4 separate regions of the Danio rerio genome follow, and all the other regions are linked to region 3. A link is a contact called in public Hi-C and Micro-C data. All regions are on one chromosome and are shown on one strand. Each heading gives the region's core, a stretch centred on a gene start, on an enhancer-like site or on the middle of the called end of the contact. The rest is flanking DNA. Distances are from core to core; before and after follow the strand shown. Region 1 holds the start of etaa1b (ETAA1 activator of ATR kinase b). Region 2 has its middle 49 kb from the start of etaa1b. Region 3 holds the start of meis1b (Meis homeobox 1 b). Region 4 overlaps LOC141377113 (a long non-coding RNA gene).

The links. A called contact is a pair of places that touch in the nucleus more often than the background predicts.
Region 1: a Hi-C map of hematopoietic stem cells shows a contact between it and region 3, with 1.6 times the contacts expected there. The contact joins the promoter of etaa1b here to the promoter of meis1b in region 3. A contact is called at or near these places in 2 of 18 Hi-C or Micro-C datasets (hematopoietic stem cells and an unstated tissue).
Region 2: a Micro-C map of caudal fin shows a contact between it and region 3, with 4 times the contacts expected there. The contact joins the enhancer-like site here to the promoter of meis1b in region 3. A contact is called at or near these places in 1 of 18 Hi-C or Micro-C datasets (caudal fin) and 2 of 4 datasets of contacts at active chromatin or transcription factors (caudal fin and embryo).
Region 4: a contact with region 3 is called in a Hi-C map of an unstated tissue, with 2.5 times the contacts expected there. The contact joins the enhancer-like site here to the promoter of meis1b in region 3. A contact is called at or near these places in 1 of 18 Hi-C or Micro-C datasets (an unstated tissue) and 1 of 4 datasets of contacts at active chromatin or transcription factors (caudal fin).

Annotation. Positions count from the first base shown.
Region 1 is chr13:5,267,235-5,274,109 of GRCz12tu, forward strand. It overlaps etaa1b (ETAA1 activator of ATR kinase b), which reads right to left and starts at 1,372. Exons shown (of 8, transcript XR_012389101.1): 1 at 1,052-1,372. It also overlaps a transcript of meis1b not described here.
Region 2 is chr13:5,216,269-5,222,643 of GRCz12tu, forward strand. It overlaps a transcript of meis1b not described here. Among named protein-coding and RNA genes, the nearest start is that of etaa1b, 49 kb to the right of the region's middle. Within about 2 kb of position 4,428, at least 11 of the 62 cell types and tissues checked have an H3K27ac peak or open chromatin away from gene starts, as enhancers often do. A contact at or near this core is called in caudal fin, where this site is marked.
Region 3 is chr13:5,578,767-5,585,156 of GRCz12tu, forward strand. meis1b (Meis homeobox 1 b) reads right to left here and starts at 2,274. Exons shown (of 13, transcript NM_131893.2): 1 at 1,629-2,274; 2 at 29-249. The coding sequence starts at 1,640.
Region 4 is chr13:5,245,187-5,251,585 of GRCz12tu, forward strand. LOC141377113 (a long non-coding RNA gene) reads left to right here. Exons shown (of 3, transcript XR_012389120.1): 3 at 2,885-4,146. It also overlaps a transcript of meis1b not described here. Among named protein-coding and RNA genes, the nearest start is that of etaa1b, 20 kb to the right of the region's middle. Within about 2 kb of position 3,550, at least 8 of the 62 cell types and tissues checked have an H3K27ac peak or open chromatin away from gene starts, as enhancers often do. A contact at or near this core is called in caudal fin, where this site is marked.

The sequences.
Region 1 (6,875 bases), core at 122-2,621, 310 kb before region 3:
ACTGCTTTCTAGGTACCAACAACTACGCCTGGTCTGCGGCTGCGCTCCCCTGTCTGCTGTATTCTCCAGTCAAGAGCTTCAATGCATAGTGTCTGAATTAAATTTGTTTTCTTGTTTACTTTACTTCTCAATTGACATTTTAATTTAGCCTACCCTTTTAGTTTAATTATATATAGTTAATTAGTTTATATAATTTAAACATTTTATACTGTTTGCTTAAAATTAGATGCACTGTATGTAATAAATGTGAAATGTATAATACAAAAAAATATATTATTTACATTTGTTTGGCATTTTTACACCAAGGTTATATATGCAGTTATTTTATTTAAAATAAATGAACTACTTAATATTAAACAATACTAGAAAATGATCACTGCTTATCCTGTATCCTAGGCAGTAATGAAAAAAAAAAACAGACAACATTAATGCAACAATGTACAGACATTGCTACAGCATAGATGTGTTTGTTGGGACTGTTATATTTTGATAGTCAGTGGTTGCTAATATGATTTCCCTGACAAGAATACTTCTGGGAATTTTTGAGATTATATTATTGAGGAGAAATTTCAAATGGGCGAATATAATAAAACCGACTTTACCTCTGTTTGGCTGAAGAGCTTTAAAATGGCTTGTAATTCTCTATATATAAATATTACAGAACTAATAGAGGAAAAGTTGGCTCTATATTTGCACATTCAGACTTTCTCCTTAATAATATCATTTCAGAAAGGTATTATTTGCAAACTCTAAATAGTGAAATCATATTAGCAGCCAATGAATATCAAAGTACAACCTTATTCAGGCAATTAAACAGTGCTAATGTTGTTTTGAGTCATATTTACATGTGATTTTAGACCCTATATTTAAATTAGCGAAGTAGATAATATGGGGGACTTTAAATGAAGGAATGTGCGAATATAAAACCAACCATACCTCAATTTCTAACTTTGATGATAGGACTGTATGACAGTATACAATACAAAACACGTATCTACTCTCCAACCTTTGTCACGCGGTTTCACACGTCTTATAATTGTAATAAATTTACCTTTGTGACAGTTGTTCGAATTATAACAAGAAGGAGACTGTGACTGTTTAAGTCCGATCATGTGTCTCTTTGTTTTCATTTTCTTCGGGGCAACTTTAAAAGTTCTGCTCCGACTTTCTCTCGCGTCTGTTATTTGTCGCACGCCGATGTTTCTGTTCTCGGCCATGATTTCTTTTAACTGATATGAACAATACCGCTCCAGTAGTCATATCTTGGTTGGTCTAGCTATACAGCTCTTTGTTTTATTAATTTTACGTTTAAAAAACGTTTGTATACTCAAAGAAGAGTGGTCTCCTACGTGGCCGCCATGTTGCTTTTTTTACGTATACGTGAGTACGCGTTCATGATTGGTTGTTGGCATCTCGCAAAATATCGTGAGACCTTGCATTAACACAGGGCGCTTTAACCACGATCGTAAACTTAATGGTGATGTAAACAAATGGACCATGCACGGAATTCAATACTGAAATATAGAGTTTTTCTAAAACATATAATAATGTTAGAAATATCCTCCCAAAACCGAGCGGGTCCGGCTGGTTTTAGCTGGTTATTTTCCAGCATAACCAGCCAATAGCTGGCTGGAAATGGCCAAAACCCCTCAAAAAACAGTTAACAAGCTTTTTTTTTCAACAAGGAGAGGACAAGCTTTTTTCAACAAGGAGAGAACCATAAATGCATATAAAACTGTAATTGTAACTGTACATTTATTATCTTTCTGTTTCTAAAGATGTTAGGTCACCAAACACTTATTTTAATGTATTTAACTATTTCATAAAACTGTTTTGTTTAAATGCAACAAAATATAGACTAAAGTCATTGAGAAATAGATTGAAATATTAATTTTGGGTTGCAAGGTGGATATGCGGATGACTTGATCTTCATATACTTTTGCAGTTACAGATTAGTTGCTTACACCCTTGTAGAAGTAGCATACATCCATGCTACTTGGAAATGGCTAAATACACATGGAAAAGCATGAGATGCAGTCATTTTAACAAACTTCGACCTTAACCATTATTATCTTTATTCTTCAACGATTCCTACTTTCGACATTAATGTTAACTATGTTAAATCACCAACTAACCGATATAATGTACGTTGCTGGTTTGTGTGGGTCACAATTAAAGCATGTAATCATTTTGCTCACATAAATATTTAAAGAGAAAAAAAAGAGAAATTATTTATTTATTTTTTAAAATCAGAAATCGGTATCGAATTGGTCATCGAAAAACATTATCGGTGCATCACACCATTAAAAGCATTATGCATGCTTTTAAATATGCATCGTAAAAAAGTCTTTGCTGACCGAAAGCACTAGATGGTGCCTGTATTCTTTATAAGTGGTGTGTTTGTGTGTGTGTGTGATGTTGTGGAGGCTGCATACTGAGTGTGCTGCTGATCTAGAAATGCTGTACGGTTGCAGTCGGGCTCCCCTGCTGGAGTGGTGTGTGTGAGGGCCAGACGCTGCTGTCAGTACTCACAGCTGACACACACACTCCTCAAACTCTACCTGCTGAGAGGAACCACTAGTCAAAATAAAAAACCTTTAGTTGAGACATGTTCCTCTGGTATAAATGGACATGAAAAGGCCTCTATGAAAGCACGGGATCTTGTTGTAATAGTGTGTCATGGGCTAGTAGCTACTGATGCTGCACTTACATTGTTGTTAATGCACTGTAGCAAAATGATTTGTCAGATTACTCAGCATGGACGTTCCGGCATTAGTCTGGGCTTCTATAAAATAAGGGACTGATATTGAGCGCATATAAATGGCAATGCAGAATACATACATATATTGTTAGTCTATGATTTTGTAGTTTTGTTATTTGGTGTTTGTTTGTTACAGAACATATGTTAAAAGTAACAGAATTTAGTGATTGTCCAACATGATTAGTGTTAATTAGCTTTAAATGTTCATTGTATTATGATACATAGAAGATAATAATGCTAAAATATTAGCCCACTGTACATGATTTGACAAAGGTTTTGTTGTCGATCCCAGTTGTAAGAGTAACAAATAATAACTTGACTAGTTAAATATTTGGAAAAGTGACAGAATTACGTTGAACTGCATCCTAATCATCACAAATACTGCAGTAGATCTACTGGAGCCCGCACGGACCCAAGATTCCAACACAATCTCACGGCAATTCGTAACTTTTTCATTTAGTGGCTAATTCGTATGAATTCGTACGATCTAATTCGTACAATTTAGTACGATTTGCTTATCCCCCAATGACGGTTGGGGTTAGGGGTGGGGTCAGGTGCCACGCCTCCTTTTTAAAATCGTACCATTTCGTACGACTGAACTCGTACGAATTCGTACGAATTAGCCACTAAACTGGCAAAACGTACAATACTTACGTTTTCTCGTGAGATCAGGCTGAAGATTCTCATAAAAAACAGTCAAGTTTGGTGAAGAAAAAAATCATGGTTTGGGGTTACATGCAGTATGGAGGCTTGCGAGAGGTCAACATCAAAAGCCTGGGGTATCAAGACATTTGGGCCACCTATTACATTGCAAACCACAGAAGAGGGCAAATTCTTCTTTTTATACATCAACCTCCACATCAAAGTTCCTGAAAGCAAAGAATCCTACATCCAGGATTGGCCAGACCACTCACCAGACATAAACATTATTGAGCATGTCTGAGGTAAGATGAAGGAGGAGGCATTGAAGATGAATCCAAAGATGAATCTCTGTGAACTCAACACAAATTGATTAAGATACTGTCACGGCCTCACAAGGAAGACAATGGAGATTAAGGGTGCTTTCACACCTGTGAATCGATTCAGTTGTTCCGAAACAGAGATTACAAATGTTACATTGTTGCTGTTTGCTCTTGGAGCGGTTCGCTTTCACACTGCAAAGTTTCTAATCGGACCAAAAGAGCTAAAACAAGTCACGTGCGAGTAAACTCTCCTCACATTGGTCAGAGTGTCAGGGTTTATTTTGCAGAGTCCCGCTCAGCTTTCAGGAGAGGTGGTGGTTTGGTGGTGTTTGACAAGGTGCGCGCGACGTGTCTGAAGAGTGAGAAGAGATGCGGTGGGGAGGGGTGAGGAGGGTGCACGACGTAGCCTATTTGAGGATCGGGAGGGAGACGCGAGATTACCGAGAGATAATCACTCGTTTGTGGGCATCCGGAGACTCGCGAAACTTCCCGCCCTGCTCATAATTCTCTCTTCATATAGCTGTATTCCTATTACATATCCATAAAACACAGTGATATAACCGCACTCGAATCGGATCGCTTTCTCACTGCAATTGATCCGCTGTAGAGTTCGTTTCAATCGAGCCGAGACCACCTCCTTCAAGTGATCTCGGAGCGATTGATTTGGCGCGGATCCGAGAGCGATTGGTGGTTTCACATTTGCCAAGCGAACCGCGCTAACTGGGCAAAACTGTAGTTGTGAAAGCACCCTAAGACTTTTAAGTATTTATTCAAGCGAAACAGCATCAACTGATTGTGAAGCAGGTAAGTGATGAAGCAAAGTTCTGCATGATGAATCCAGTTCAATGATAACACCACACACAAACACACTTTAAAGTTATTTCCCTTTAACAGGCTGTTTGTATCCACAAAAGAAAGGGGGGCATGCACGGAAGAGCACATGACACAACAGGGATTACAGAAAAGCCGATGAGGAAGTTTAATTAATTTAAGTGGATTAAACATAAAACAACTAAGTTGTCTAAAAAAACGAAATAATTGCATTGCTTCAATTTGTTTTATTTAGTTTGAACAAGCAGTTTGAGTGTCACTTTGTTACATATTAAAGAAATTAATTGTTATTACTATTTCTTTTTGGAATGGGGGGAATTTTTGTACAGTGGGATGTCTGTTAAGAGCTGACGACACACACTATAATGAGACAAGCATCATAAATGAAGGACGTTAAATTCAAATCACCCTAGAACGATAAGTAAGTATGCATGTGTGTATAAAAATAAATAGAGCCATCGTTATCTATCGTGTGGTGTTTGTCATGCGGCGCTCAGCGGCGTGTTTAAAAGTCACCACAACACCCTCTGTCGCACAAAATGCTAGCATTTCACAGAGCTGGATATTAAGGAGGAAGTAAAGGGCAAAGATATGTCACTTTCAATCTGAAGATGAGGCGTCACGCTGAGTTTCCTTTTTTTTTTCTTTCCCCGCGTTTTCCTTTTCGCCACGAACGGCAAAATGCCAAAGGCCGCAGAGGGAGAGCATTTGGCTTCTCGAGCTTTAGCCGCCCAACCCCGCCGCTCTCCTTGCCTTCTCTTTTTTATTTATCTGTTCCGCCTTGGTTGTTTAGACCCAATTAAGAGGCTAATTGTGGAGATCAGGGAGGATTGCATTGTTGTAAAAGTACAGAGCGCATGGCTAATTGCCGCAGCAGCTGCCAGTGTTTATGAAAGCCGGGCGGTTCTGCGGTTCTCTCGGAGGAGACCGTGCGCTCATCCTGCTTCTGATGTGGTATAGAGAGAGCGCCAGGTGAGGGGCGAGCAGTTGCCAAAGTGTGCATTCACAGAATGGGAGCTGCAGAAATAATTACCACCACCGAGGGCTTCTCTTTCTCTTATCTCGGGCTCTGGCTCCCCTAGGCAGCCAGAACCTTGAGGATGACACCAAGCATGTGGCGGGACTCGGCGATATGGAAGCAGTCCAGGATACAGATCCTCTGCCAGCTTTTTATCTAAATGATCTCACACTTGTCTGTGCCAGGTGTTTTGGGCGGGAGTCTGTGAAATAAGGCATGCATTTTTGAGTCACCGCTGAGGCTGTTGTCAAGCGATGCTGTACTGGCTCCCACAGCAGATGGGGGGTTTTCGTAAAGTAAACTTTGAGAACGTCGTTCTGCTCGGCTGCAGCTTGTTTTGGATGGCGCTGGAATACCATCATGCCGTTTCTCAAAACGCAGAACATGATATGATGACATGACAGCTCTCGGGCCAGGTTTAGTCATTCTTTTGGCATTACTAAACGCTCTTTACATTGCAGCGTTGTTACGCATTTTTACATTTTCCTAGTGTTAGCTCACCTGATTGACAGTTTTGAACACTCTTTCAACATTGGCACTTTAGTGGTGTGTGTTTGTACACACACTCAGAAATAAATGTATAAAATCACTCACTTGGACTGTACCTTTTCAATACAATGTTAACAGTTTCCTGTAGAATCTACAGTAACTTACTGGTACTAGTTTGCCAGTAACTTACTGTAAAGCAATTACAGCAAAAATACTGTATTTACATTTACAGCAATGCTTATCTTGCTGTATATGTATTTACAAAATTGTGTACATATATTTACTGTAAAATATACAGTAATTTTTACAATGAAACTTTAAAAAAACAGTAATATATTGCTCAACCATCCTACACTCTCAGAAATAAAGGTACGCAAGCTATCACTGTAGGGTGGCACCTTTTTGAAAAGGTACAAATTTGTACCTAAAAGGTCCATATTAATACCTCAAGGGTATTAGTACCTAAAAAATACAGTATTTTGTAGGTAAATTTGTAGGTACTAATATATACTTTTGAGGTACCAATATGGACCCTTCAAGTATAAATGTCTACCTTTTGAAAAGGTACCACCTCAGTGACAGCTGGTGTACCTTTATTTCTGAGAGTGTACAGTAAAATACACTTCAAATTACAGTTAAATACTGTGTAATTTACAAAAATCTTTTACAGTAAAGGAACACTTTTGGGTTCCACTTTATATTAAGTGGCCTTAACTAATATGTACTTACACAGGAATTAATATTTTGTTACAATGTACTTATTGTGTAAATACATGTATTTACTGTGTACTTATGCTTGATTAAATAAATGTAT
Region 2 (6,375 bases), core at 3,178-5,677, 360 kb before region 3:
AGTTAATTTCTCACAATGTGCAAGCAAACAGACGACGGAAGATACAAACTCTTAAGCAACATTCATGCCACTGCAACAAACTCAGAATTACTGAATGAGAGCATATTAATCGTTTCCCGCTCGCACCCCAAAATAAGCTCTCTACTGAAGCCATTCTCATTTGTTTGTCGTCAAACGCCTGACAACTGTAGTGAAATATGTAACGAAAAGTGCTACAAAAATGTAATAGTTTGATTAAGGTGTTTACATGTCTTCATTAATGCGACTAAAATAGGAATACGATTTCTGTTAAGTTCGATTATGAGTTTAGTCGGATTAAGGTAATCAAAATCAGTGTCTACATGGTAAACTCTCAACCAGAGTAATCCTTAATCATATTAAAATCGCATTGGCATCCATGTAAACGTATTTAATGGTAGTCGGCACTCATATGTGGTTTTGTCATGCACATCTCGTCAGGGAAGTAATGTTGTGAGTTGGAGTGTCTCGTCCGAAGGCTAGAGGGCACTGTCACTCAGAAACACCAAACATGACAAAACCACGGAAATCCTCATAACTTTGCATCATAAACAGATTTTCATTTATTTAGAGTGACTAATACACAAACAGGGCAGCATGGTAGCTAAGTGGTTAGGACTGTCACCTCACAGCAAGAATGTCACTGGTTCGAGGTGGCTGGGTCAGTTGACATTTATGTGTGGAGTTTGCATGTTCTCCCCATGTTCACGTGGGTTTTCTCCGGGAGCTCTGGTTTCTCCCACAGTCCAAAGACATGTGCTATAGATGAGTTGAATAAACTAAAATTGGAAGCGACCCATGATTAATAAGGGACTAAGCCGAAGGAAAATGAATGAATGAATAATAAACAAACATGCATGACATCCAAATGACGCAAAGTGTTTGCATTCTCATTTGCATACTAATAAAAATGGCATATTTCATGAAACACTAGCAGGGAGCCATCCTTCCTGCGATTAAGTGGAACGGGTTGCAGAAAAGCTGAGGTAATGTCTTGAGGAAGGAAAAACAAGACTCGCAGCCAAACGCATAATGTTTTGCACAAGACGGAATCGGTGCAAGAGTTGTAGTTTGGGTATCAGGTTATAGTGGTTAGTCTGCAGGCCCAGCCAAGGCGCAGTCTGGAATGGAAGGTTAACATTGCAGCTTTGAGGGGGGTGGATGCTACGACGAACACTATCTGATAAAGTTTCCTATGATGGATTGAGTTGGCTAGAGGCGGCCTGCGGTGCCACTTCACATTTAATTGCATGCATCTTTCATGTAGAGGTGCATGCGTGTGTATATCACCTCCCACCTCCTTCTGCATTCCCTGTGTTACCCAATAAGGACTGGCTTGAGTTAGAGGTTTCACACCTGTGATTTGTTTTTGCTAATATATTGTTTTATTATAGGGTGTTTAACAGAAGTATCCAACATAGCAACATCTCTCTGGCCCACACAGTTAGCTTTTTCTTGGACCACATGCCACAGTAAATTACAGTACATGACTGGACCAAGTCTGGCTTCCAGACAAGGGCCAAACAAGGACCATATCTGGGCCAAGTCTCAGTCAAGTTAATAACCCATAACTGAGCCTGACTAGGCCAGATATGTTGGTGTGTCACAACTGCAATGAAATCGATAAATTCATGAATCATTGCGCATAAGGATGCTGTGGGCGTGCTTTTTCTTGAAGCGACCTGATTGGTTGAATTTTTCTTTCATTCATTCATTCATTCATTCATTCATTCATTCATTTTCTTGTCGGCTTAGTCCCTTTATAAATCCGGGGTCACCACAGCGGAATGAACAGTCAACTTATCCAGCAAGTTTTTATGCAGCAGATTCCCTTCCAGCCGCAACCCATCTCTGGGAAACATCCACACACATTCACACACACACTCATACACTACAGACAATTTCTTGAAAATGTCTTTGGACTGTGGGGGAAACCGGAGCACCCGGAGAAAACCCACGCGAATGCAGGGAGAACATGCAAACTCCACACAGAAATGCCAACTGAGCCGAGGATAAAACCAGCAACCCAGCGACCTTCTTGCTGTGAGGCGACAGCACAACCTACTGCGCCACTGTGTCGCCTGAATTTTTCTTTATTTGGAAATAATAAAAATGTATTTTAAATGTGGGTCAAGACAGGCCAAACGTACATGCCTCCCATATCAATTATTGACATCTGGGCCAAATACTACATTTTACATCTTGCCTAAGTATTTTATGCCTCCTTAAAGATGGTGCCACCTCTGCCAAACCAGGGTCATGCTTGGCCCACATGCTGTATACCGGTGCTGGATGAATGCCTGCTGTGCCAGATTCATGCCAAATCTGGGCCAGAATTCTTTGCTACCTGTGATACACTGGAGTGAACACATATTACTCTGAGAGAGTGATCCAGCATTTCCAGGAATCTCAATGACAGTTGCTTAACTTGCATGAGACTAGGAAGTATTGAACCTGGATGCCTTGCCAATGCTATCCAACCAACCCTATGGTACAGGTTCTATAATAATGTGGCATTGTTTTGTCACTTGTACGTGGTAAACATATAGCAGTGTATGATCACATACACTTTTAAGGTCTAAACTGTATATTCCAGGCTACCAAAGCTCCTTTGAGTCATGTGGATCTGTATAGAGCAGTGGTTCTCAAACTGTGGTACACATACCACTAGTGGTACTCGGGCTTCCTTCTAGTGGTACACAGAGGAATTGCTGAATAATAAAAGACTGAAATGAACACACTTTTAAGCCTTTGACGCGTATGATAACACTGATGTGATCAGTTCCCTGAAGCCACGATGACACCAGTCTGTAGCCGGGCCGAGTCTGCTTAAAAACAACGGTCGGTATATAGCGAACTTTACGGTTCACTTAAGATGTGATCTCATTCGCACCAAATCCCGGTAATGCCACACGTAAGAATTGGTTAAGCACTGTATTGATTTAATAACTCACTTTTCGGACACACATAGGCCTACTGGCTACTATACATTAAAACTACAACTTGTACACATTTTCTTATTACTTTTTGAGAACAGTGCCATTTTAATCAATGTGCAAAAAAGCACATTCTAATTTAAACATTATTTATTTTTACCTGCAAGCACAGTTAATGTTAAAATCATTTATAATGTTCAAAGTGGCTGACAGTTACACATATTCTTAATAAAAGGAATTAATTTGTCTAATTTTTGAGCTGTGCAGATCTGTAGCTGCTTAACTAGCACAACTACACTACTGTATTTCAATGCTAGTTGTTATAGTGGTACTTGGAGAGGCAATTTTTTTCTGAGGTGGTTCTTTGTTAAAAAAAAGTCCACTGGTATAGAGTATATACATGCATTATTCTCCACAGGGAACTCCAGTGAGGCACATTATGTAGCTCTTTATCAGATCAGACCAACTGGTTTTCCTGTGGCTTCACACCATTTCAATAAGAGCCTCGGGGTGGCACAGTCGTCTCGAATTTGGCAAGCTGTTCCACTTGTACCTTCGAGATAAAAGTGTTACCAGCAAGCAATTAGAATGTACTGTCAATACAGTGTGAACCTTATTTTGTCCCATTCGGGAACCTTTAGCGTTAATGGCTAATGACATCCTCGGGTTACTTGTCAGTTCTGGTTATGAAATGCAAAGAGGAAACGAATGTTGAGATTTCAAGAAATAGCTGAGACATAACGCAAAATACTTGTGTTTTTGGACACAAAACTCTAACCCTCTTCAATTCAGAGAATTGGACTTTCAGCCAAGCGTATGTGCCGTAAGCTGGGGAACATATGATCACAAAGCCGTACGCTCGCACACACCCAAACACACACGCTGTCAACACATTCGCCATGATGGATCCCTCTCATTTTCCGAGCTAGGATCCGATAAAAGTGGCAGCCGAGCTCTGGGGCCTGGCTTTCTCTGATTACACCTCAGTGTCCCAGAGCAGATGTAGCCGACGAAGCCCCTCCTGGCCTGGCTTGCACGATGCTACATTTGCCCGACCGCATCTCAGCTGCAGCCTCGGGCGCTCCACCATCAAATTTTCATGCTACCATATGGAAGAATATTAGTAATAGAGATTTACTGTCACGGCCATCCCACTGGAGAAAATAAGGAAACGGTTACATATTGCTTAGGGTAAATGAGAGGAAGCCAGGCGAGGGAATCAGAGCCCTCTGTTTTCGAGACATCCGATCGTCTGCCGAGAAGCGAGTGGAAGGCACTAAAGAGTGTGTTAAGTGCAATTGAATGGGAAGAGTCCTTGAAACAGCATAGCGCTTTGTCGGTGGGGTCAGGGAGGTGAGTGATGATGTCTTGCGTCTCTTCCGTGTGCGTGACTCCTCAACAGGTCCGGCAGGTTGGGGCTGTGATCAGAGCCTAAATTACAGCAGGTTGACAGATAAGGAAGCGGCTCGCCTGAACACACACAACATCAGAGAGAGGGCGGAGAGGGCGGCATTGTCTACCTCCCTCACCTCACACTCTCACAGTGCGCCTGTCCATCAACAGGTGTCATTAAGAGCTGTTATTGACTCCATTAGACACTATTGGCAGGAAACCCAAAGTTTGAACAGGTTTTACTCGTGTGTCGCCATACCACGTTACGCAATCTAGAGATTCGGTGGTACTCGCTTCTTTTGTCTTCTTGTTAGTTGGAGTTATCGGCATGAGTGCTCCATGGCTTATTTGACGGAGGTTATTTATTTTCACCACAAATGAGGCACGGCAGAAAGTGCCTGTTTCGCTTCGTGAAGTTTTCTTTCATGCTGAAACGATACCTTTCTGCGGGCTCCGCTTTGAACCCGAACACATTGAATGAACACAAGAGTACAAATGTAAACCAGACTACAAATTTGGGTTTTAGGATGCAGAGGGTTATGATGACAGCCGGCCCACTTCCTGCAAAGCCTCATTAACATTTATAAATGCAAAACGAGGGGAGGTGTTTTGAGCTGCATTTTCTGATAGCTGATATCTCTCGTTCCTACGTAAAGTACGCACAACTGGTCCTGCTTAACAACTCGGTGGATTAGCCATGTGGGCAGGAGGGTCAATTTGCAGACGACTCTTCTGGAACCAATTAGAAACTACATCTTTCCCCGGGGCACCCTGCTTGAGTAACTCTACATTAGCTGTTTTATCTTTTGATACGCAGGGCATTATTAGTGGTGAGGCGTTCACAGTGGCTGCGGTTAGATAGTGACAACTGTAGAAACAAGGATTGGCTTAAAGACCATGGGCATGTTGTATTACGCCTATGTGAGCACACACATCACACACACTCACTCACACACACATACATTCATCCTCCCCTGCTCGTTACACCACAACAATCCCTCTTTTGTCAAGGAAGATTGATGATATGTTGGAATTTCATTCATGGAGTTCTGTGTTTTGGAGTTGCTCTGACGACCAGGTATAAACAGGCTCTAGCTGGGTTTTGAGTTTCACCTCTGAACAGCAAAGAGAAACAACAGCAAGGGCCTTTCAAAGGTTAAACAAACAGCTATTGCTGATATCTTTGAAGATAATGGGTGAATTATCTTTCTCAAAATGTTTATTGTTCACACGAACGATCGATTGGAGAATATGCATTCCACATCTGTGACCTCATCCATCGCTGATTAAACAGTTCCTCTTTTCACAGTCTATTGATTCGAAAACATCAGAGTCGATCTCTGTGCTGCAGAATTCCCCGTGTGAATATTTTCAAGGCCTGTTAATCTAACAGGTGACTCTTAGTCTTATATTGAATGTTATGGAAAATAAACAAATTATAAACTGACTTCATAAAAAAATATTTATAAACTGTAGTAATAAATATCTGTTTGACATCATCAGCAACAGATTTATATCAGCATTATTCCATTTCAAGAAGTCAAGTTGATAGATTTGTTGCCAGAATTGGTCTACTCTACAAAAAGTGAGTTCTTTAACTCATAATCTTAGAAGAACCTATTTTAAAACCAATAAAGAACCTGTAATGATTCTTCAGCTGTTCTTTGGAGTGGTTATATATATATATATATATATATATATATATATATATATATATATATATATATATATATATATATATATATCAGTTCAAAGCATGACGCAGCAGAACGAGACATTTTTAACACAGACCGGAAGTCTCAAGCCAAAAAGTTTCCAATAGCTGCGCCCCCTCGTACATCAAGAATGAGGTCAATAGGTTCTAAGTAGTACTTAAAGTAGATAAAATTGTTCAATTTAGCTGCATTTTTTAAATGTAAATGATCACAACTCACACTTTAGTCACCAGAGTGTTTTTAAAGTGAAAATAAATCACAATTTAAGACTTCAGTTGTTTTTAGATTAGCTCTATTGATTATAATGAGTGTGG
Region 3 (6,390 bases), core at 1,024-3,523:
AATATATGTCTTGGCTATCTACACGTACCCGTAAATGGAGTCTTTATCTCTTTTTAGAGCGTCATTGACGGATGAGCCCATGCTGGGCGGCATGGCGTTGGTGTGGGCTGTGTGCGGGTACTGGTGGGAGTGGAGCTGGGGCCCGTGATTCAGGTGAACAGCCTGCATGGATCTGGCGGCGTGCGGGTCCCCGTACATCGTGCTCGGGATTCCTACTCCGTCCATCCCATAGTGGGGTATATCTTCGTACTGCACACACACGAATGGCAATATTCCCAGGTTGTCACTTTTTTTTTCCACTTACAGAATGCATAAAATATACACTGAAAGAAAATATAAACTGGGTCTACTTTAGATGTTCCCAGGGAAAAAAACTACGACTTTTGCGAAATGAAAACACTTTGTTTTGGTGTTAACTAAATATGTAAGCGGTGTTTTGTGGTTGTAACACTACGTGCAAACATGCTATTTATTGCAACAAAAAACTAGCATGTTATTTTTTTAAATTAGACTGAAACAGGGAGATTTAGAAAACAGTGTCCGGCATATGGAATAATGCTTTATTGTGATCATCACAAAACATGACGAGTAGCACAACATAGTTGTGTCCCTATTATTTTCATTTTTATTTCCACAGTTCAAACTTAAGTTATAGGTAATGTAGTAAGCATGTAATAACTGTGTAATTTATTGTTGATTATATTGTTGTCAAACTATACTTATTTTACGCATTTTAAAATATAATCACACGTAGCAGGCTACTTTTAGAATTAGTTTAATTAAATTCAAATTTACATTGTTCATCCGTGGCTTTTAAATGAAATATTTGATTAATTTATTTCGAATAATGTATCAGTGACACTTTAATACTTAATCATGGTCGTTATTTTAAGTTTTATTACACTGTTTAGAAAGTCTGATGATGAAAACATTACATCTGCCTTCTAAATATACAGAGGTGTTAGCAGGACAGCAGGGTGCTGTTATAGTTTTACCATCAAAAGCAAAAGGTCGGAGGGTTGCGATGAAATCTACTTTGTGATTGTTTACTTTTGATTACAAATGCAAAGAAGTCGCCAACTAGTAAATGTCAACTTTACAAGTCGAAGCGCACAAGAGTTTCACTCTAATGCTGTTTGAAAGTATTGTTATTACACAAAATTGAAAAATAATACGGCTAAATAAATTTTGCGTCCTATTAATATTCCTGCATAGTATGTTATCATAACAAGCATTATAATAACTTTTATTAATAGAGCTGACTTGTTCAAACAGCTAGTTTAATTTTTATTTTAAATGTTTCTGCTTTATGAAAAGATTAAATAAACGCGTACTGTAAAAACTGGCAATAGTTTATAAAATTAGGAATGCTCCCTGTCAAACTTAATTAGAGAGTATCATTTTCCCCCTAAATTGACATACACACACACACACACACACACACATACACACACACACAAAACACTATACACAAAGGGGTGCATGAAAGTGAGCGATGTAAAGTTGAATGTGAAAACTAGAAGTCAAAGGAAGAGAAAGTTTGACTGCGAGGCTGTCATCGGCCACGTTTCAGTATTTCCAACTGCATTCAACAATACGGAGTCGAAGAAACTTTTCGGGATACGTACCCTCTGCGCCATCGCCCTCCACACTCCCTCGTCTTCCTTTAGTCAAAAATATATCCCCTATGAGGCCAGGGTGAATGGGAAATAAACACGCAAATTCCAAATGTGGGATATGTTTTGCCCAAAAAATCCAAATGCCTGTTTCGAGCGAGCGATGTGAAGCCAGTCCTTCACCGCAAGTTCAGCCAGACGCGTTCAGCGATAGGTCCCCTTCGCGTTCTTTCCCCTGGACAGCGACAAGGATCGAGCAAAATCTTCTTTTCCAAAGCTGTATGAAAATAGCCCCTCAGACAAAACTAACGCATCTCATGGCTTTTTGCCACTCCGGCTGTCAATCAATCAAACGCGAGCTTGTCAAAGTGCTGAATGAATGATGATCCTCCGCGCGCTTCCACTGGTTAGCACCCCTAACGAGAATACTACTCAAATGCACAAAAATGAAGCTCTCTCTCGTTTCTTTGATCACTCTCGGCTCCTGAGTTGATTTTTTATGCAATAGCTTCTAAATGAGATCAAGAGGAGGTGGGCTGATAATTCTGGCTTAGTTTTTCTTAAAGGAGCCACGATCGATGCTGCGAGCTGCCTTTCCCCGTTTGTGTACAATGAGTGTGTGTTGAACGCGGCTCAGCAGCTGAATCTGGACCAGACTGCTGAAACCCGGAAGTAGTGGTGGCCATAACAGGTCGCGTCTTGCACAATGCGATGGGCTACATCAAGTTCCTGCTAAAGCAGGGGGGTGAAATGTGTGGGACGCAGAAAAGCGCAGACCACTTCCACGATTCAGCACGAACCGAGGAATAACACGCAGAGACCGCGTTGTGCTTTTGGTTGTTTCCCTTGGATAGCAATGCGTGCGTAATGCACGCCAATGCATACAATAGTAGTCTAACCTTTATAAATCATTACATAAAAACATAATGATAACAAAGGGAGCGTGGACCCATTCTCAACATCGCTTATGTTTATTATAAGCTCTGATATGGGTATCCGAAATGGAGAACGCTAAACTATTTACAATAGTAGAGAAACTTGGATACCCTTTTTAAGGTGCGTAATTAAGTTTCCCCATACGTTATGTGTGTACTTTTACGCGAAAGCCCTTGCAAATGGGATGTTCTGCACTAATAACACGAAATATTGTTTTCACAACATGTCTATATACTTCACATTTCACGCAAACATCATTACTCGGGAACAGCATACGCTGTACTTCAGCGGTGATGTGCCGCGCTCTCAGCCGAAACACCCCCGCCATTTGTGAATGGGCTCATCCACTTACTGTAGGATCTTAGGAGTTTGGTGCAGTGTCCAATGAAAGTGTGTTACAGTGAATCAAGCCATCTATTGGTGCAAAGAATGATCAATCATTAATTTATCGGTTGATATGCTTCCATAAATGAAGAAAGGGTGGAATGAAAATATTGTAATCTGGAGGGAAAATGTAGTCTCCATATTCTGTTTTGTCTATTCTAATGCTCACTCTCTAGCACAGTCATTCTCTATCTAACACACATTGTAGCCACTGACACAATTATTTTTTTCAAGATATAAAAGTAAATGTTTGTTTTAATATTCTTATTTGTGTATATACATGTGCAATTTGCAATGTTTAGTTTGTGCCTCTCTATCAATATTTATAATTAAACTAGTGGATACAACTTTTACCATGCATTTTAATGCTAGTGTGTACGACCTTTTACGTTAACATTTTGGAGAGGTCACTTGTGCTGAGTTACATTTAAAGTACAAGCCCCTAAATAAATCGAGATGGTTGTTTTATGAATATTACATCTTCCATAAAATGCTATAAGAGGCTTTAAACAAAAACTGATTGATGTAGTCTGAAGCGCTCCATTGTGGCCAATACAACTGACCCGGTGACAAGGTGTATGAAGTTTGTCAGAGGAGCATCTGTCATCGATCAGAAGCGATTAATGCGAGCAACAGTGTCTTATCAGCTGCCGTGAGCATCACACGACCCCCGTTTCCCGCAGAAGAGCAGCGACAGGATCCGGCGCGCACATTTACAGGCATGAAATTACTATCAAATCCCCAAAGCGCTCGGCAAACCAAGGGTGCGCGCTGCGCGGGCGACGGATCTGATGTGGACTTAAACACAAATGAAAGAAGGATTCATGCAACAGATATATTACAGATATACGACTAGAACCACAGATAAACACGCACGCGTTTGTCGGTAAGTAGTTGCACTGTTTATCTTAAGAACGTCTCCAAACAAATATATAGTTTTAGTTTATCTTAATTACTGTTCATTAAATATGTCTAACAATTTCACCTAATTATGTACGTAACAACATATAATGAATTGGATGTACATTGAGTAAACTTATTTGTTTTATTGATGTTTGTAGTCTTAACAATAGTTTTGCGTTTGTCTCAATTATGTGAGAAGCAAACGGGATGACATGAAAGCTGTGCTTACCCAAACGCTTAACTGCTGTCACAGAACCAGAATAGCATTATAAAGTAATTAAGTTCCTTCAATTAGCATCTATAAAAGGACGCTATAGAGCACAATGAGGGCATGGACTTTCACTGTTTAGGTTGCCTTTTAGTGAGGGTCAGCAGATTGCACCACGCATCACCGAGTTAATGCCATCATTTAGGATAATTTGGGCTAAGAAAGAGATGTGAATCATTGAACGTAAAATCAAAAAGAAAGTCTAAAAACAAGTCCGAAATTTAACCGAGTGAATTGAACTGAGTGCGACTGATGCATTATAAACTGAAAAAGATGGAGCATATGCATCACTGAGAAAAATTGTACAACTTTACGCAAAGAGGTTGAGTTTATTTCAAAGTGTTTGAATTTGGCTTAATTTGAGCAAATTAATTTAATATTTAGATATAAATACACCAAATTATATAGCTAGGAACAGCTAGTATGTTGTACATATAAGTTAGAGTATGAAGTACCATATACAATATATATTTTTTGTATTAGTGTCATCCCGACAATTCGGCAGTTTCATCTACCAGACACAAAATTTAGCTTTAATCTAAAAAAAACAAGAACGCGTGATGCCATCTAGATGTTTAATGCAAGAATGTTCCCATTCTGCCTCAATATTTGTTATTCATTTGAATCTTTCTCTCTCTAAGTCGCTATTGAAAGCAACATGCCGCTGTGGTTCAGAAGTCAAACGGAGGTCATCCTTTATATCCCCCCGCAGCAATCCGCGACCAGGGGCCAGTCAGCAGTGAACCCTGCCTTCTCCACTACTGACAACTGCCTGAAACTTACAAGACTATCGGGAATGGGTAAGACGCGCTGGGATAAAACAGCAGGCTATAACTTTTTTCTTGATCTTGCCACTGCCTGGTTATAATGCTCTTAGTGTGTTTCAAGTGTTTGCAAAATGCGCAGTGTGTGAATATACAAAATCTCCTAATCGGTAAGCTATTTATTTATTTGACTTTACTTGCGTTTTCCAATCCAAGTGCAGCAGAGACGTTTTTCAACAATTACTACAATTAAAATAACACGAGATAAACAGTATTTACTATTGCGGGGAAATTAAATTCATCACCTCGACAGCTTTATAAATGTACCGTGATTACAAAACTCTCGCATAAAAGAAAACTTTTAATAGTTCATAAATAGGCCTATTCGAGGCTACGTGAACGTGTTCTGCGTCCAGATATTTTAAGTAGGCTACAACTTGTGAGAAGATTTAAAAATGCCAAATTACATATATTACAGGTGTAGTTAAAGTTGGAGTATTTGGGCTCTTAACTTTTGGTTGTTGTTGTTGAAGCATTTTAAATAAACCAAATAATGCGCTGTGTTGACAGTTAAGATTGTTTATTTTACGCTTATTTATAGTCATATTTAGATTGAATATTTACATATATATTTTATAAGTCTGTGTTTTTTATATAATTTCGCATTGTGCTTTTCTGAAAGTGCACTATTTTGTTATTTTATTTAGCTTGACATTGTTTTGATTTCAACATACTTTCCTTAAGAAATACACTGCAGGACAACTGAATCTGCATTAGTGTACACTAATACACGAGATCTAAAAGAAAAATATTGCATATTTTGTCATATGCAAAGGCTTGCAGTGACCTGTATGCTTGATCATGTGCGCCTTCTACTGGAAACATAAAGAATTATTTTCCTTTGTTACTTAATGAGAGACGTTTCTGTCATAAAAGAAACAGGCGAATTGCATTCAAAACATACTGCGCCGCTTCTAAATAAAAGCTCCAATTATTAGTTTGTTAATTATGATAATCAATTATGAAAGTTTAAGTAACGGAATTTGCATTTCAAACTATTTGACAAAGTAATATTTTGATGACGGCTCATTGATAAATCCGTCAATGGTTAATATATGGTAACCTGTACGCTTATTTGTCTTAAATATATATTCCTCAAGTACGTAAAACGCGCTGAACTGTTTATCAATGAAGCACGAGATGAGACTTTACATAGCTTTTTCATTTAGTATATGTGTAATAATTTTTGTGATTAACAACACTGAAGACCGATCGTCAGAAAATGTCTCATTTGTCCAGTTTTTACTGAATTAATTAGGCTAGTAAAAATCAAGTAACTTAAATTAACTTATTAATGTTTTCTGCGTACTTTTGATTATCCTGTTACTGACAAAAAAACAATTAGGAACAAGTGAAAGAAACTCAAATAAGACAATTAATTAAAAGAAAAAAATATTTATAATAATAATAATATAAACCGTGCTAGATGTAAATAAATCAAAATGAATATGATTAAAAG
Region 4 (6,399 bases), core at 2,300-4,799, 330 kb before region 3:
GTTGATGTTTCTGTGTGGAGTTGGCATGTTTTTCCTGCCTTCGTGTGGGTTTCTGGGTGCTCCGGTTTCCCCCACAGTCCAAAGACATGCGGTACAGGTGAATTGGGTAGGCTAAATTGTCCGTAGTGTATGAGTGTGTGTGTGTGTGTGTGTGAATGTGTGGATGTTTCCCAGAGATGGGTTGTGGCTGGAAGGGCATCCGCTGCGTAAAAAATTGCTGGATAAGTTGGCGGTTCATTCCGCTGTGGCGACCCCGGATTAATAAAGGGACTAAGCCGACAAGAAAATGAATGAATTAAGTTGTCCCCAAAAACCCTCAATAATAGTGTTGTTTCAGCTCATTTTAAATCAACAGTTTAAACAAAAAGCAAACATCGTTTTTTGAATGTACGCAGTGTAAAAAATGCTGGGTTCCACACATTTCCCTGATTTGTGACAAATCATCAAGTTAACAATGGTTTTTACAATTTTAGGTTGATTAAACAAAATATTTGGTAACACTTTACTTTAAACCATTTATTAAGCATTAGCAAATAATGAATTTATTACCTGTTAAAGTGCTGTATTCTTGACTTATAACTAGGGCCAGACGGAATCTGCGGACATTTTTTGCTATTTCTGCGGAGAATTTTGGTAAAAATCTGCGGATTTCTACGGAATTATTTTGGGAGTATCCAACGAGTATCATAACTAAAACCTTAATATATGAAATAAATAGTAATAAATTACTGAAAAAAAACTGAATAAATTTAGATTTACACATTTACTCAAGTAAATAAACAGAATTAATGATGTTCTAAAAATCGGCAGAAATCTGCGAAATTCTGCGCGCGCAGATTCCGTGTGGGCCTACTTATAACCAGATATATAATGTGCTTAATAATTCTTCTTTCATACTTTGTTGATGATTTATTTTTCATTACTAAATTAAGTATTGCATTATTTACCAACTATTTATTTAAGCACATTTGGTGTTTTTTTAAAGATCATTCAGATGAATTATTAAATGATTAATAAACTATTCAAATGAACATTTAGAATTCTTATTATTCAGGCATATATTAATAGTTAATTTGTATATTAATAAATGCTTTAGGCGAGGCAGTGGCACAGTAGGTAGTGATGTCGCCTCACAGCAAGAAGGTCGCTGGTTCGAACCTCGGCTCAGTTGGTGTTTCTGTAAGGAGTTTGCATGTTCTCCCTGCCTTCGCGTGGGTTTCCTCCGGGTGCTCCGGTTTTCCCCACAGTCCAATGACATGCGGTACAGGTGAATTGGGTAGGCTAAATTGTCCGTAGTGTATGAGTGTGTGAGTGAATGTGTGTGTGGATGTTTCCCAGAGATGGGTTGCGGCTGGAAGGGCATTCGCTGCGTAAAAACTTGCTGGATAAGTTGGCGGTTCATTCTGCTGTGGCGACCCCGGATTAATAAAGGGACTAAGCCGACAAGAAAATGAATGAATGAATAATGCTTTAATAACTCAACTACATCTTGTTTTGTGACTTAATCTAAAGTGAGGGCTATTTATGCTTTATAAATCCCTCATAAATGACAATTAAAGGCTCAGTTATATTCTAAACAGGAAAAAAGAACATACTGTAAATGACATTATTCATTTCTATTCATTTGAAGATACACAAATAAAACCGTATCAAATAAAAATACACTTTTGCAACCTTATCTAATATAATATTACTGTACAGTTTAAACATTGCATCCTGTTAAATGATTACATTGATGTTGTTTTATCCAATTTTATGTTCTATTTTGAAACTCCTGTTATTCAGCAATAAATGTTATTCAGCCCAATGTTTAAACTTTCATTTTACTTTTTAGATAAGATTACACAGATTATTGTTAATTTTATACCAAGCCTTTCATTTATAAGTCATTTATAAAGCACAAATAGCCCTCACTTTAGGTCACAAAACTGGATGAGGTTGAGTTCATAAAGCATTTATTAACATACATAGTAACCATTACTATATGCCTGAATAATAAGATAAACGTTAATTTCAAAAGTTTATTATTCATTTACTAACTCATTCTGAATGATCTTAAAAACCTCCAACTACTACTAAATACAAATGGTCTGTAAATTATGAAATATTTAATTTATTAATGAATAATCCACCACTCACAAAGTATTAAAGTAGAATTATTAAGCACATTATGGCCCAGTTTCACAAACAGCGCTTAGATCAAGCCAGGACTAGGCCTTAGATGATTTAGGCTATTTAAGCCACATTTATAAAATGACCATAGAAAAATATATGACTGGTGTGCACCTGGAGACAAAAAAATGAGACTGACATATTTTAAGACATCTCCCCGCAAGTTATTTTGAGTTGAGACAGCTCAAACATGCAATTTAATCTTGACTAGCCTTAAACCTTGTTTGTGAAACCGGGGGAATATATGTGGTTATAAGTAGGCCCACACTGAATCTACGCGCACAGAATTCCACAGATTTTGAGCCCATCATTAGTTTTGTTTATTTACTTGGCATGAGTTACATTCAGGGGTGCTAACCGCTTCATTTCCTGACTTCATACATACATACATCCCCCTTTTCTACAAATTCTCTGTACAATAGCAAAAGCACAAGAATTCTCAACTGTAAATTCTGTGCCCGCAGGAAGTTTTGCTGCAGAGCTCAAGTTAATTTTAGACAATCAGGCCATTGCATCTCTATCAGCTCCATCTACTTATGCAAAAATGCTTCATTAGTATGCAAAACATCACTTTTAAGCAATACAAATACAGTTGTTTAATAAAAAGAAAATTTCTTTGTAAATCCTTTTTCCCATGTCCCAAAAAAACTCAAGAATTGTGTCATTTCAGCTCATTTTAAAAAAGTAGTTTGAACAAACATTATTTTTTCAGTTTACAGGACGTTGTGTCCAGGCGGGGCGGTCAAGTTGACCTGAGCGAAGCAGGACCATAGAGGAAAGCAGAGGAGCAAAGGGGAAGCCCACGGACCTGTGCTCTGCTGCATTTTCCATCGTATGTGTGTGTGCGCGCGCGTGTGTGTGTACGGGACAGCTGGGATTTCAATCAGAGACTTCTTTATGCAGTCTTCTAACACATAATGAACTGAAGCACTGCACAGCATGAGCAAGCCTTATTCACACACACCGCCAGTGTTTTAGCATCATTACAGAACTCACACACACACACACACACACACACACACACACACACACACACACACACACACACACACACACACACACACACACACACACACACACACACACACACACACACAGCTCAAGCAATCAAAACCAAATGTGCCGCATTGAAAAGAATGTCAAGAAATGACAATGTGCTGAGAGGAAAAGCGATTTGTCCAATCCGTTAAACGTTTATATCAACAATTAGTTCATAATAAGTCGGTTTGATTAAAAGCTGAAGGCCACGGGGCTGCGCGGTTCCTCAGGGGCTGATCTGGAGTATAAAAAAAAAATTACCTCACCCTAAACCTGTCAGCACACCATTACGACCCACGCCGCCATATGATGGCATGCCAAAAAAAGAAAGAACGAAAAAAAAAATACTGAAGCCATTGTAGCGAGAAGGTGTTGGCAGATGTAGGTTTCAGGAATGCAGTGACAGGGTTATTTGTTGGACAGAGGAGAAAATGTTATAGAGGGGGAAAAAAGGCTTCGGTTTTGTGGGTTCTTATCAGCAAGCCTAATAGAGTTAGATAGGGGAATATCTTGATGAGGAGTCTGATAAAGGCGGAAAGAAAAACAAAACAAAAAAGCTAGCAAGCAAAGGCTACAGTTTAGAGGAGCAATGAGTCATGCAGGACCATCTGCAGGAACATGCGCATTTGCTAAAAGAAACTCAGAGAAATGTCAGCCAATGCCAAATATTTGTCATATTCCACCAATGGTTTTTAAATAAATATGGCGACTGTATAAGGGTGTCATCAAATGAAAGGATTCAGCGTGAATACATATGACTTTTTGTGCGCTATTTATTTAAGTCTTCTGAAGTGAAACTGTATGACATACACGGTTATTGTAAACAAAGTCCATCAAAAAGAATATTTAAATAAGATAAACAAATTTATATTAAACTTAAACTCAACTTAAACTTAAAAGTAAGTTTAAGTACAAAAATAGCAAACCTAAAAACCCAAATAAACTAAAACAAAAAATAAAATAAATTAAAGGAAGCAAAACAAAACAAACTAAATGAAACAAAACAAGTATAACTGTTTATCAAACAGGGTAGGAACTTAATGGGGGGCTTAAAATGGAACAAAACGAAATGAAACAAAACAAACTGAAACAAAACAAAACAAACTGAAACAAAACAAACAAAACCAAACCGAAACAAAAACAAAACAAAACAAAACAAAACAAAAAAACAAACAAACCAAACCAAACTAAACCAACGGAACCGAACCAAAACAAACCAACCAAACCAAAACAAAACAAAACAAAACAAAACGGAATAAAACAAAACAAAACAAATATAATTGTGTATCAAACAGGGTAGGAACTCAATCGGGGGCTTGGGGCAAGAAAAGTCAGCAAAATAACCACAACAAAGCCCTGAAAATTCCAGATTAGGGCAAGAAAAACCTGCTTAATGGATCATTGCTCCTGAAAAACAGCTGACTCTGAGCTTCAGATAATATTTGCTGTAAGAACAAACTCTGAGAAATGTCAGCCAATGTCAAATATTTGTAATTTCCCACCAATGGTTTTTAAATAAATATGGTGGCTATATAGGGGTGTTCGAATCAAAGGATTCATCATGGCTTCTTAAGTGAAACAGCATGTGACATGCAAGGTTATCATCAACAAAGTTCATCAAAAATCAAAAATAATTCATAAATAAAATGTTTTTAGGGTAAAATAAATTAGTAGCCAAGTAAGCATTTTTTTTTAAGTTAAAGTGTGAAAATAGCAGCTTCAGAATAAAAGAAAACAAAACCCATATCCAATTGGTCATTTTAAAGTCCATAAAAAAGTAAAAATAAAAAACTATAAAGAAATAAAACACAATAATAAATAATACATTTTTTCAAGGTAAAATACATTTTAAATAAGATAAACATATTTGTCAAACTTGAACTCATTTTAAATTAGTAGCTAAGTAAACTTTTTTTTTTTTTTTGTTAGGTTTAAGTACTAAAATAACAACTTAAAAACCAAACAAAATATAATAAATTACCAAAAAATAGGATTATCAAACAGGGTAGGAACTTAATGGGACACTTGAGGCAAGAAATGTCAGCAAAAAAATTACAACAAAGCCCCAAAAATTCCAGATGAGGGCGAGAAATACCCCTGCCCAATGGGTCATTGCCCCTAAAAACAGTTGTGATTCTGCACTTCAGATAATATTTAGATCCAGATAGTATTTAGATCCATAGGAGATTAATTTCATAAATTAGATGCCGGGATGATTTTAGCAAAAATCACAAAATCATTTATTGCTCGTTTTTTCTTTAAATATATAAATGAATATCATTTTCATCAATTTTGATTATTTTTATATAAAATTTCAACAAATTATTTTATTATCAAATTTCAGTTTTATTTAGATATTATAGGCTTTAATAAAACTTGCCTAATTACCCTAACCTGCATGGGTAACCTAATTAACCTAGTTAAGCCTTTAAATGTCACTTTAAGCCGTATAAAATTGTCTTAAGAAATATCTAGTCAAATAATATTTACTGTCATCATGGCAAAGATAAAATATATCAGTTATTAGAAATTAGTTATTAAAACTATTATGATTAGAAATGTGTTGAACAACATCTCTCTGTTAAACAGAAATTGAGGAAAAAATAAATAGGGGGTGAATATTTTAGGGGGGCTAATAATTCTGACTTCAACTATATATATATATATATATATATATATATATATATATATATATATATACATACATACAACAGTTCTGTCTGGTTCTCAAATCTGAATGGCTGATAGCTGTGCGGTATTCTGCAATATCAGAACTCCTACAGCAATATCACACTCGTAGCAGTGCGATATGGCTGTATATCGGCACTGGTGGGGGCACTAAGGCACGCCTCCCACCATGTGCCTATATACAGCCATTTTGCACTGCTACTCGTGTGATATTGCTTATATATATATATATATATATATATATATATATATATATATATATATATATATATATATATATATATATATGCTTATGTTTACTCAGGGTGCATTTACTGACGTTAATAAGCATGAATTTGGATGTTAATAACGCATTATTAAGTGTTGATGTAAGTAATATAACAAGTATTGATCATATTTAGTAAATATATCAACTAATAAAACCTAATTGTAAAGTGTGACCCAAATATCAGTCATACAGTTTATTATTTCAGTCATGTTATCAGTATGTAAGGCAAATGG